3 separate regions of the Mus musculus genome follow, and regions 1 and 2 are each linked to region 3. The links are chromatin contacts, called in public HiChIP or PLAC-seq and capture Hi-C maps. All regions are on one chromosome and are shown on one strand. Each heading gives the region's core, a stretch centred on a gene start, on an enhancer-like site or on the middle of the called end of the contact. The rest is flanking DNA. Distances are from core to core; before and after follow the strand shown. Region 1 holds the start of Zkscan4 (zinc finger with KRAB and SCAN domains 4). Region 2 holds the start of Olfr1368 (olfactory receptor 1368). Region 3 holds the start of H1f4 (H1.4 linker histone, cluster member).

Region 1 (3,874 bases), core at 987-3,486, 2.1 Mb before region 3:
TAATGAAGTAAGGCAGGATCTTGCTTAATTAAAAAGAAAATTGCCATGGAAGTGTTTTTTTTTAATTTTTAAAAAATTTTTGATAACTGTACAAAGAACATTACAATGGATCTCCATATGCCGCTCACCCAGCTTCAACAAATATCACGTTTGTGTTATTTTATGGTACCTTCTTTTTTTCCCCTTAAGTTTGCTTTAGCAAATCTTAGACATTCTATTGGCTCATCCATCTGTACAAGTATTTCCATATAAAGTTCTAATGAATAACTACAAAAACTGACAGAGAGACAGGAAAGATGTCTTAGTAGTTAAGAGCATTTGCCGTTCTTTTGAAGGACCCGTGTTGGTTAGTTGTTTTTGTTTTTGTTTTTGTTTTTAGACTTGACAAAACTAGAGTTGTCTAAGAAGAGTGAAGCTCAGCTGAAAATATGACCTTATCCGATCAGCCTATAGACAAGTCTGTGGAATTTTCTTGACTGATGATTGATGTTGAAAGAAACCCTCACTGTGCATGGTGCCATCTCTGGACAGGCAGTCCTGGGAAATACATGAGAGCAATTCAAATAAACCAGGGAGCAAGCCAGCAAGCATCATTCCTCTAAGGATTCTGCTTCACTTCCTGCCCTGACTTCATAATGGTCTGTGATTGGAACTTGTAAGCCAAATCACTTCGTTCCTTCCCAAGTTGCTTTTGGTCATGGTGTTTAGCACAGCAATAGAAACCCTAACTATGACAGGAGCCGAGTTCAAGTCACAACTGCCTGCAGCCCCAGGTCCAGGGGACCTGACGTCCTTGTCTGGTTTCTGCAAGCACTAGCACACATATGGTATTCACACAAACACATAAATAAAAATAAATCTTATAAAAACCATAGTACCATTCTAACAGTTAAGTTTCCAATAATTGCTTAGTATTCCTGAGTTCTAGTTTTCCCCAATGTCTTAGCTGTATCTTTTTACAGTGTTATGGGAAGCTTACCAGAGATGATAACTGAGACACAGTGTATATACAATCAAAGTCTTTATTCCAGCCAGCTGGGACCACATCCAAGTTTTGGGGGTGCATCTGGATGTGGCCCCCAGTGTCCAGAGCATGGGATTTTTGAGTGCAGAGACTTCATCAAGGCATCTCCCTCGGTAGCTGTAGTGGAGACCACAGGACAAGCAGTTCAAAGCAAGCAGTTTTAAAAGAATTTAAGACAAGCAGTTAGACAGCCGCAAAGAGATTCCACACAAATAGGCAGCTAAGATAAAGGCTTAGCTGGAGGGGTTTCCTGAACAAATAAGCAATTTCAACAAAGCTTAGGTAATTTAGCTAGGGCATTCTGATCATCCGTTCCTAGAATAGCACTGGGTAGTTTTCCATGGGATTCTACAGGAAGATCAGATTCCAGTTAAACCTCGAAACAGCCTCAGCAAGAATATCAGATGGAGGAAGCTTGCACCACCTCACCCATCACAACAGTTGTTTGGTTCTAGTCATGGCCGAAGTAAAGTTTGTCACGGCACCTGGCAGATCGGTCTATTGAGTTTCTTTTAGTTGATGACAGTTCACCTTTCTCAGGTTTGGGAGTGCTTGCATCTAACCTTTGTGTTAGTGTGTCAGCCAGGCTGTAGAGAAACAGGAAGAAATGAAGTTGGAATGGGATGTCCATGGGGTTGGGGACTAGAAAGTTTCTGGAAGTGCATAGAGGGAGTTTGGATGCTTGTAATGCACAAACTTTTTTGCTGAAGAGCTGGAAATCTCTAGTTATTTGGATAGGTGCCATAGTAGACTATACTGGCTCTTTACTGCCTATAGTGTCTTAAGAAGTGGTGGGAAGTAGGATCTTGAGTCCGTGTCTGGAGGATTCTTCTCTCAAGTAGTTTGGCCTGGAGTGGGAGGAAAGGGAGCAGCAGGAAGAGGACAGGACCAGGGACAGACAGGCCCCTTCAGACAAGTGAGTGTCCTGCTTCTTTCACGGTTTCTAAGACATACCAAATTTCTTACCTTTTCCCACCTGCATTCCCCATTCTGCAAAGTCTACTTGCCAGCTGAATTTTCGAGTCAGCACTGTAACAATTATGAAGGCAAGCTTTAGATCAGAAAGAACCAAGGGTCCCGGATAACTTACTTCCTCTGCTTAAACATATACTCCTGTGTTACCCATAGTCTACAATCCTTTCCCCAACAATAATGGGTTAATTTGGAAAGAACCACAGAGAAGCGCATCCTAGAGGGCGCCGGAAGTGGCTTGGGTTCCCACAATGCTTCCACCAGAGTCTGGATGTAGTTTATTTGCCCCGAGCATCCCTTGAGAATATTGTGGGTTTAGGGTGGAGTGCAGAAGACTAGGATTGTAGGTGACACCTCTGCAGCTGTGCCTTTGGTGACCCAGAGCACGAGGGGAGGGAGGAGATAGATCTAGTCTGAATTCCCATCTTGCGAGAATCTTCTGCAGATACAGCTTGTAGCTAGAGGAGCCTGGAGTTGGCACAGAATGGCTAGAGAACCCGGAACGTCCGCAGCCCTAAACGCTCGGTCTGCAGAAGAGGGCACTGGGCTTCTAGTGGTGAAAGTGGAACAGGAAGAGGCCTCCCCCTTGGCAGAGGAGACCAGTTGGCTGGGCAGTCCTGGGCCTGACCGCTCCCGCCAGCGCTTCCGTGCTTTCCGCTACCCAGAGGCAGCCGGACCCCGGCAGGCGCTGAGCCGGCTCCGCGAGCTCTGCAGACAGTGGCTGCGGCCAGACATGCACAGCAAGGAGCAGATCCTGGAGCTGCTGGTGCTGGAGCAGTTCCTGACCATCCTGCCAGGGGAGCTGCAGACCTGGGTGCGCGAGCAGCACCCCGACAGCGGGGAGGAGGTGGTGGCGCTGCTGGAGTACTTGGACAGGCAGCTGGATGACACACCTCCACAGGTAGAAGGAACAGGTTTAGTTAGACCCATGTCCTGTGCCTTTCAGAAACCAAGCAAGATCCAAGGAAGGCATTGCTTAGAGCCCGCAAAGTCTGTCTATGCTGGAAACCTGAGGCAACCAGCGAACTGACCTGGGCCCCTCAGGATAGTTAATCGCATAAAGGAAAATAAAAGGATTGTGGAAGAACTCGTTCCTAGTGAGGCTGGGGTAGAATGTGCCGAGCAGAGTGCTGAAAGGTTACATATGTACTTCTTGTTGTGTGGTGAGTAAGACACGAGGACAGGTTTGAGCAGTGGAATAGGCACAAATGACTTTGTAGGTGTTTTATTGGCTTGTCACGTGAAACAACATCTGCCGTGGCTTGCTGGCAGTCATATGATGCTTATGCCTCTCACACACACACACACACACACACACACACACACACACACACACACACACACACACAAATGTAGTTCTTCCTTTGACAGTGGAGAGGAATTCCACAGTTTTCTTAGAGCCTAGAATCTAAGAGTTTTTTTCTAGCCAAATTCTTGTATACCTTGTTTAAGAGTTTGGTAGAAAACAGGGTGTTTTTTACCTCTATCTTCTGACCTAAAGCAAAACAAAACAAAACAAAACCTTTTTCGAAATTTCATACACATCAACACTCCGTCTCCATCATATTCACCAACAACTCGGCTTCAATTTCCTCCAGCCACCACATATCCCCTTCTCCCCTTCATACAACTCCCCCTTTGTAAACTACCAAGTTCCATGAGTGCCACTTGCTGTCCCATTGGCTGATCGTGTTGTTTTGATCCTGTGCAGTAACCATACTGTCAGTGAGTTTATGGGTCAGTACCCATGTCTTTCCCAAAAGGTAGCTTTTTGAATTACACGTCGCCATTCCCCAATTCTTACGATTTTTCTGTCCTGTCTTCCACGAGGCTCACTGAGCCCTGGGAGTCAGGGGTTGATGTCGATGTCCTGTTTGA
Region 2 (3,504 bases), core at 468-2,967, 2.5 Mb before region 3:
GCCAAAAATGAGGACAGAAGGTGGCAGCCTCCTTACAACAGTTGTAGGCCAAGCAGTGACCTGAGGCCATTAATTCTCATGGAGTGCACTATTGATCCTGGATTACAGCCATAGTGCCACCATGTTCTTGCAAGAACAAGCATCAATAATGGAATGTGCACACTGTCATGAACATACTTTTAGAATTTAAATTTTGGAGAATTTTTAAGAGGGACCTAAAATATAGATCCTACATGTTCTATTGGTACTGCAAACATGGGATGATGGATTAGTAGAATAGCAATGACAATAAAAATGGATGGATTTGTGCTTTCTTTAGATAGCTCCCTTAACACACAGGAACATAAAACATGATTCATTGTTTTCATGTGGCCACTAGATCCACTTAAACTCATATAAAAGGGTTAAAATCTTTAATATAATAGTTGATAGCTACTCCCTCCTGCTACTCCTTGTTCCCACTTCCCTCCTTCCTCTCCATAATTGTTTTTCTCATTGATCTGATAAAACACCTGGCAACACAGCTTAAAGAAAGAAGGGTTTATTTTGGCTCCAGTTTCAACACATCCACTGCATCCCAGTCAGAACATGAAGCAACTGACTGCATTGCATCCACAGCTGTGAAGTTAAACATAGTGAAAGTCAACATTGTGCCTGAGAAAATTCTAGGTACAGATGATGCCAGGGAAATGGTCCTGAATGAACTGATCTGCCACTATGACAAGGGCCAAGATATATTTCCACATTCTGGAGGAATATTTTTTCCATTGACCTCACACTTTGCCAGAATGCTTGTCCATTCCTAGAATTCTCTTCACTGCATTCTTTACATCTTTATTTCTTAAGGTATAGATCAAAGGGTTAAGGCTGGGGGTGACAATGGTGTAAAAAAGGGTAAAAAATTGTCCTTCCTCATGAGATATGGTGTTCTGTGGTTTCATATACATGTAAATGAGTGTTCCGTAAAACAGTGTTACAACTGTGAGGTGGGAGCCACATGTATTGAGGACCTTTCTCCACCTTGTCGCTGACTTGATCTTCATCACAGCTTGAGTGATAACTGCATAGGAGATGAGGATTAGAGATAGAGGTACTAGAAGAAATATGACTCCAAGAGTAAACACAACGATCTCAATCACTCTGGAGTAAACACAAGCCATCTTGATCAATGCAGGCATTTCGCAGAAAAAATTATCCACTTCCCGGTGCCCACACCTTGGCAACTTCAAAGTCAAGGAACAAAGAATTAACGCACTGCCGAGACCACCCAACCAGGCCGACAGCACCATCTTCTGGCAAAGCACAGGGTGCATTATTACTGTGTAGTGAAGAGGTTGACAGACAGCAGCATAGCGGTCATAGGCCATCACAGCCAAGAGGAGACATTCTGTGGCTCCCAGGTCCAGGGCAAAGAAGAACTGGAGTACACACCCTCCGTATGTAATAGACTTCTTTGGGCCCCATAGATTTACCAGCATCTGTGGGACAATGCTAGTAGTATAACAGAGGTCCACGAAAGACAAATTAGATAAGAAGAAATACATGGGAGTATGGAGCTGAGAGTCCAGATAGGACACTAGAATAATGGTTGTGTTTCCTACCAGAGTCACAATATAGAAGACAAAGACAACTGCAGAGATGATGTGCTCCAGTTGGGGTCGACTGGAAAATCCCAGAAGGATGAAGTCTGTCTCAGAGCTTTTGTTGTTTATTTCCATTGCTCCTTAGGAAAGGCTAGAAAGCAGTATTATAATAATCAAAATTTTTGGTATGGAATGGAAAGTCTCTGTATTTTGTCATGAATATCTAAAATCCATGCATCTGCATGTGTCTTCTTATTAAAGCATTTTTAAAATATTTGTCAGTGACCAGAGCTTCTCCATAGTTACTTGTAGCCAAGTGATTCTACAATGTGCTGAACCCAGTTCCTGTGCATTAGGAACACTGAAAACTATGAATATGCAGTATCATCTCACTCATGGTTCTGTGTGTTTTGATTTTGTGTTAAGGAATAATAATTACAAAAGTGATATTACATACTATACATGTGTATGTATATATAATATGCAGTAATATAATATATACTATATATATATAGTATGGTATTTATCACTTGATTGTGATTAATCTTTCCTTTATTAAAGGAACTGAGCTTCAAGCAAAATTTTTAATTTTTATATGCTCCACCACTTGACAACAGAATCACTTTTTTTTACATTCTTTTACAGATGCCTACATTCCAACCATTATAATTATAATAATCACACCACCTCCTCCTCGTCCTTCTCTTCTGAGTTTTTCCCTATTCATCATCATGGGCATTGTGCTTTCTGTATCAGATTTGGTGTTCACAACTACCCTTTTTTGTGATTACCATTGATATGTCTTTATCAAGAAGTAATAACCTTTCTAAGTATTAGCCTTTATGTGTTTGTCTCATTTTAATACCTTTAAAGTACTGTGCTACACATTCTGCTTGACTTTATGGATTTATTTCAGGGTTAAATATTGAACTAGTTCTAGAATCTTTTACACATCACAGACACAACAGCCATGTCAGCTTCTGTTCACTCAACCACTCTGCAGAAGTAGCCAGGCAGATGATTAGCAAGAGATATTTTATAGGATAAGCAGTGTGGTGACTGTCCTTATCAAATTCAGCAATCATGGATGGCTTTTCATATGCGTAGAGAACATAATTGTATTCCCTTCTTTGGTCGTAGGTTATTAAAACTCATGAAAGTTCTAAAACTTGAGTTTATATTAAATTTTAAAAGGACGGACTATCCACACTTCAAACAAGCATTATTCTCCCTGACCCCTTCACTTTTTGTTACTAGTTTTACATGATGGGTTTAAAGTTAAACTAAAATGTCTTGATTTTTTAACCTGGCTTCTAAAATGTACAAATGCACTTCTATGTGCAACATACAAGGATAGTACAATACATATGCTGTGCAGAGAAACCTTGGGGCAGGGTAAGACTTCATCTCCCAAAATGCTGCATTTACAAATTACCTAGGGTCATTGGATTTCTTAAAGCTGAGAATGTTCAGAACTTAAAAGCCGTGATTTCTAAAGTGGAAACAGACCTCAGAAGTTCTGACTTTAGCCTTCTGCGGCATAGATGTTCTTTCCAGAGAGCATTCAACAGCTCCCATTGTGCACACTCAGTGAAAGGGAAATCAGCTTTCCCTTTAAGGGGTGCCTCACACTTAGACTAAACACAAACTCTCCGTTTGGGGACATCTAGGCACTTTCTTTTAATTCCTAAAGTAACACCAGTAGGTCTATTCACAATAGCTTCTCATCTAAAATGGCATTATTACTAAGTAAAACAGATGCAATAATGAAACAAGGAAGATGCTGAGTGGATAAATGGTCTAGTAACTAGGGCAAAGTCAAAAAACAGTACAACCACCCCAGAAGCCTTCGCTGCATCTCACTCTTTATAACTCTTCCCAAACCATCCACTACTGTGATGTTTACTGCTTGATGGACCTT
Region 3 (3,380 bases), core at 861-3,360:
TAAACACAAGTTTGAAGCATGAGAACCCTGGCAGGCATGGTAGTACACGGGAATAAATTTCACTTGGGAAGGATTGAAAATTCCGGGCTAACTTGGCCTATACTTCTTGATCACATGTCCAACAGATTGAGAAAAAACAAACAAACAAACAAACAAACAAACAAAAACCAAAAAACCGCATAGTTTTAAGTTTAAGGATACTTGAAACAACAACAACTCATTTGTTGAAAGAATGCCTGGCTCTTTAAAGTCCTTGAAATCATTCGTGCAAATGCGCACTTGGTTTGTTTTCTTGGTAACAGGCTTGGTGCTCTGCCAGCTTCCTGGGCAATGCAGGAGAATGGCAGTCTGGATCAACTGAGATATGACGGTTACTCGCTTTTTGTAATGCGGCACGATGCAGGCAATGTGCTTTAAAATGTAATTGATGCCCATGGCCTTGGATAAGATGCTCATGTTGGGGCTCACCTGCTTCAGCACGTTGTACACTTGCTAGAAGCTCTCCTTTCAGTAGCGTTTGCGCTCCTTGTCCTTCTGTTTGTTGATGGCAGCTTCTAAGAATCCTTCTGTGGGGCAGGCTCGGACTTCGCCAGCTCAGGGATTGTGTAAAATTTAACTCCCTCCCTTGGGCACACTAAACATTTGGTAAAATACCTACTCCGTCACCAGTTAACACCACATTCATTTACATTACGCAGTATTCAAATGAGGTTAATAAGATTTCTTTCAGGATTGGGTTAGTTTTAGTGTTTCGTCACGAACAGGAACGTAAACGACACTTGAAGGTCTACTGTCTCATTGGCTGTCTTGTCACTTCGCTTTCACCAATCGGGACGTACGAATTAAACTGCACAAATCTGCTATAGCTAACCTATTTAAGCACGATCGCTATCAAACATGGGGGAACACAGAAAAAAAAGTACTCTAGTTGGGTTTGTATGCTTGATTTCAGCAGTCAGAACTGAGATGAGATGCGGGTGGGGTTGTCAGGACATCGATCCTGCTCTTTACGCACTGAATCGCTCAATGCTTAAGATTCTATCTCTAAATCATTCTGCTATCTCCCTTAAAAGTTATCGACGTGGCAGCCGGGAGTAAACTACTTCATTCCCATGGTCTCTAAGGGTCACTTGTGGGATATGAACTTACCCACCACCACCACACATACAGGAGATTATGTACAGACCTTCAGATAGCTAAGCTAGAGTTAACACCATTGCGCACACCCACATATCCCCAGCCTCCTCTGCTAAGCTCAGCCCACTAAGGTTTGTTCCCACCCTAACCACACCCCCTGTGAATGTGCAACAGCTCTTTTACTGAGAGTTGTGGGTGGCTCTGAAAAGAGCCTTTGGGTTGTTGGGCTTCTAAGCAGTTGGCCAAAGAAAATTTACTTTTTCTTGGCTGCGGTTTTCTTTGGCTTAGCTGCCTTAGGCTTGGAGGTTTTTGGTTTGGCCGCTTTAGGCTTTACCGTTTTCGCCTTGGCAGGGCTCTTGGGCGCCTTCTTAGCCTTAGTTGCCTTTGCCTTCTTCGGGCTCTTAGCTTTTTTGGCTCCTGCAGCTGCAGCTGGCTTCTTCGCTTTCTTTGGAGTCTTCTTGGTGCTCTTCTTGGCGGTGGCTGTCCCCGCAGCCTTCTTGGGCTTCTTGGCTGCGCCCGCAGGCTTCTTCGCCTTGGCCGCGCCTGCCCTTTTTGCTTTGGGCTTAGCCTCACCGGAAGCCGCCTTCTTGTTGAGTTTGAAGGAGCCGGAGGCGCCGGTGCCCTTGGTCTGCACCAGGGTACCCTTGCTCACCAGGCTCTTCAGGCCGAGCTTGATGCGGCTGTTGTTCTTCTCCACATCGTACCCCGCGGCCGCCAGCGCCTTCTTGAGCGCAGCCAGGGACACGCCGCTGCGCTCCTTGGAGGCGGCCACAGCCTTGGTGATGAGTTCGGACACCGGGGGTCCGGAGGTTTTGCGCTTCGCGCCACCTGCGGCCTTGCGGGCCTTCTTCTTGACGGGTGTCTTCTCGGCGGGGGCCGGTGCGGCGGGCGCAGCAGGCGCGGTCTCGGACATGGCGAAGCGTGTGAGGAGAGAGAACTCGAGCCGGAAGCAGAGGGACTGGCCAGGACTCGGGCCGCGGCGCTGCGCCCGCCCGTTTATATAGGGCGGAGCTGCGCCGTGATTGGTGCGCTGTCCAGCCCGCCTCGCTGGCAGCCGCGGAGTGTCCTCTCAGATGCGGAGTTGTGTTTGTTACACCTCAAAAAAAGCCAAAAATGTCAAAATTCCCTACATCGAATTGCCCGATTTTTAAAAAATAATGTTCCCCGAAGTCTCGGGCTTCATGCACATCTCAAAAAGTGAGCAAAGCATTAAGCCTTCTGCCAAAAACTTGCAATATTTCCTGCGGTGTTCAGCAAATTTCAACTCAGAGAAACAAAACTTTCTATTTTCTTCGTAAATTATAAACTGATCTTGGACTGTACAGTTTTCTGACCCATCAAAGACGATTCTCCAAGTGGTTAGCTTCTTGTGTAGCCCAAAACCTTGCCTTTGGCATTATGATTTTTATTACAAATCTGCACTTAAGTGAAGGAAGTAACACAGGCTCCTCCGAGAGTCCTGCCTATTGAGCAGAGGGCATTTGAGTTCATCAAACTGGTTTAGTTCAATGCTTAACAGATTATTTACCATTTTGAGTTAAATTCTTCTCTCATAGGCCATGAGTCTATATATCTATGGTTTTATTTCTGCCGCTTCTCCTAAGTTTTAAAATAATTTCTTAGTATAATTCTTTTCTTTCTGTTCCCATGGGTTGGGGGCGGGGCTGTTGCTTTTCTATTTCTCTGGACAAACTACTCCTTTGGGTTGAGGTACCTCAAATTCAGAGTACTGGGGTCGGGGGAGAGTACAAAACATACTTATGGTGCAGACATAAAAATGACTAATTTCCAAGAAACATATAAATGCTGTTTTCAACGTCTTTGGAAATGAAGGTGGGATTTACTTTGAGGAATTTCTCTTGGGTCTTGCATAGTTCTTCTGACATGTTTTAGGACTAAATTGTAATGTGGTATATTAAAACTAGATAACTGAGCCATTGATCAAGAGAAACACACATGAGAAATATAGCTCAGAACATCTCTACTGCCTTCGTTACAGAATCCTAGCCCCGTTACTGAACAGCTGTTCTCCATATATGGCTACTCCTTATGGAAACATGGGAATAATGTTTCGTGGATCTCCTCAGGGTAAATGAGGGGTTAAGATTTAATCTTAGAATCATATTTGAGAAGACATTCAAACAGATTCAAAGACATGCCTTGAAGGTGTTAAATGGGTTGTTTTATTTATGTAGCTGTTCAACCAAGGTAACGACTAGGAGATCAATGATAATCCAGTGTCA

Evidence for each region. HiChIP or PLAC-seq counts read pairs in DNA pulled down with a chosen protein or histone mark. Capture Hi-C pulls out chosen DNA fragments and counts their contacts.
Region 1: a capture Hi-C map of macrophages shows a contact between it and region 3, with 2.8 times the contacts expected there. The contact joins the promoter of Zkscan4 here to the promoter of H1f4 in region 3. A contact is called at or near these places in 1 of 39 promoter capture datasets (erythroid cells), 1 of 115 datasets of contacts at active chromatin or transcription factors (astrocytes) and 1 of 9 other capture datasets (macrophages).
Region 2: a contact with region 3 is called in an H3K27ac HiChIP or PLAC-seq map of double positive thymocytes, with 19 times the contacts expected there. The contact joins the promoter of Olfr1368 here to the promoter of H1f4 in region 3. A contact is called at or near these places in 1 of 39 promoter capture datasets (liver) and 1 of 115 datasets of contacts at active chromatin or transcription factors (double positive thymocytes).

What each region holds. Positions count from the first base shown.
Region 1 is chr13:21,476,613-21,480,486 of GRCm38.p6, forward strand. Zkscan4 (zinc finger with KRAB and SCAN domains 4) reads left to right here and starts at 2,237. Exons shown (of 3, transcript NM_001039115.2): 1 at 2,237-2,897. The coding sequence starts at 2,481. Gm40828 (a long non-coding RNA gene) reads right to left here and starts at 2,213. Exons shown (of 2, transcript XR_873159.3): 1 at 1,991-2,213; 2 at 1,005-1,611.
Region 2 is chr13:21,141,338-21,144,841 of GRCm38.p6, forward strand. It overlaps Olfr1368 (olfactory receptor 1368), which reads right to left and starts at 1,718. Exons shown (of 1, transcript NM_146534.1): 1 at 774-1,718. The coding sequence starts at 1,718. The coding sequence ends at 774.
Region 3 is chr13:23,620,448-23,623,827 of GRCm38.p6, forward strand. It overlaps H1f4 (H1.4 linker histone, cluster member), which reads right to left and starts at 2,111. Exons shown (of 1, transcript NM_015787.4): 1 at 1,330-2,111. The coding sequence starts at 2,050. The coding sequence ends at 1,391. It overlaps H2bc6 (H2B clustered histone 6), which reads right to left and starts at 647. Exons shown (of 2, transcript NM_001177653.1): 1 at 469-647.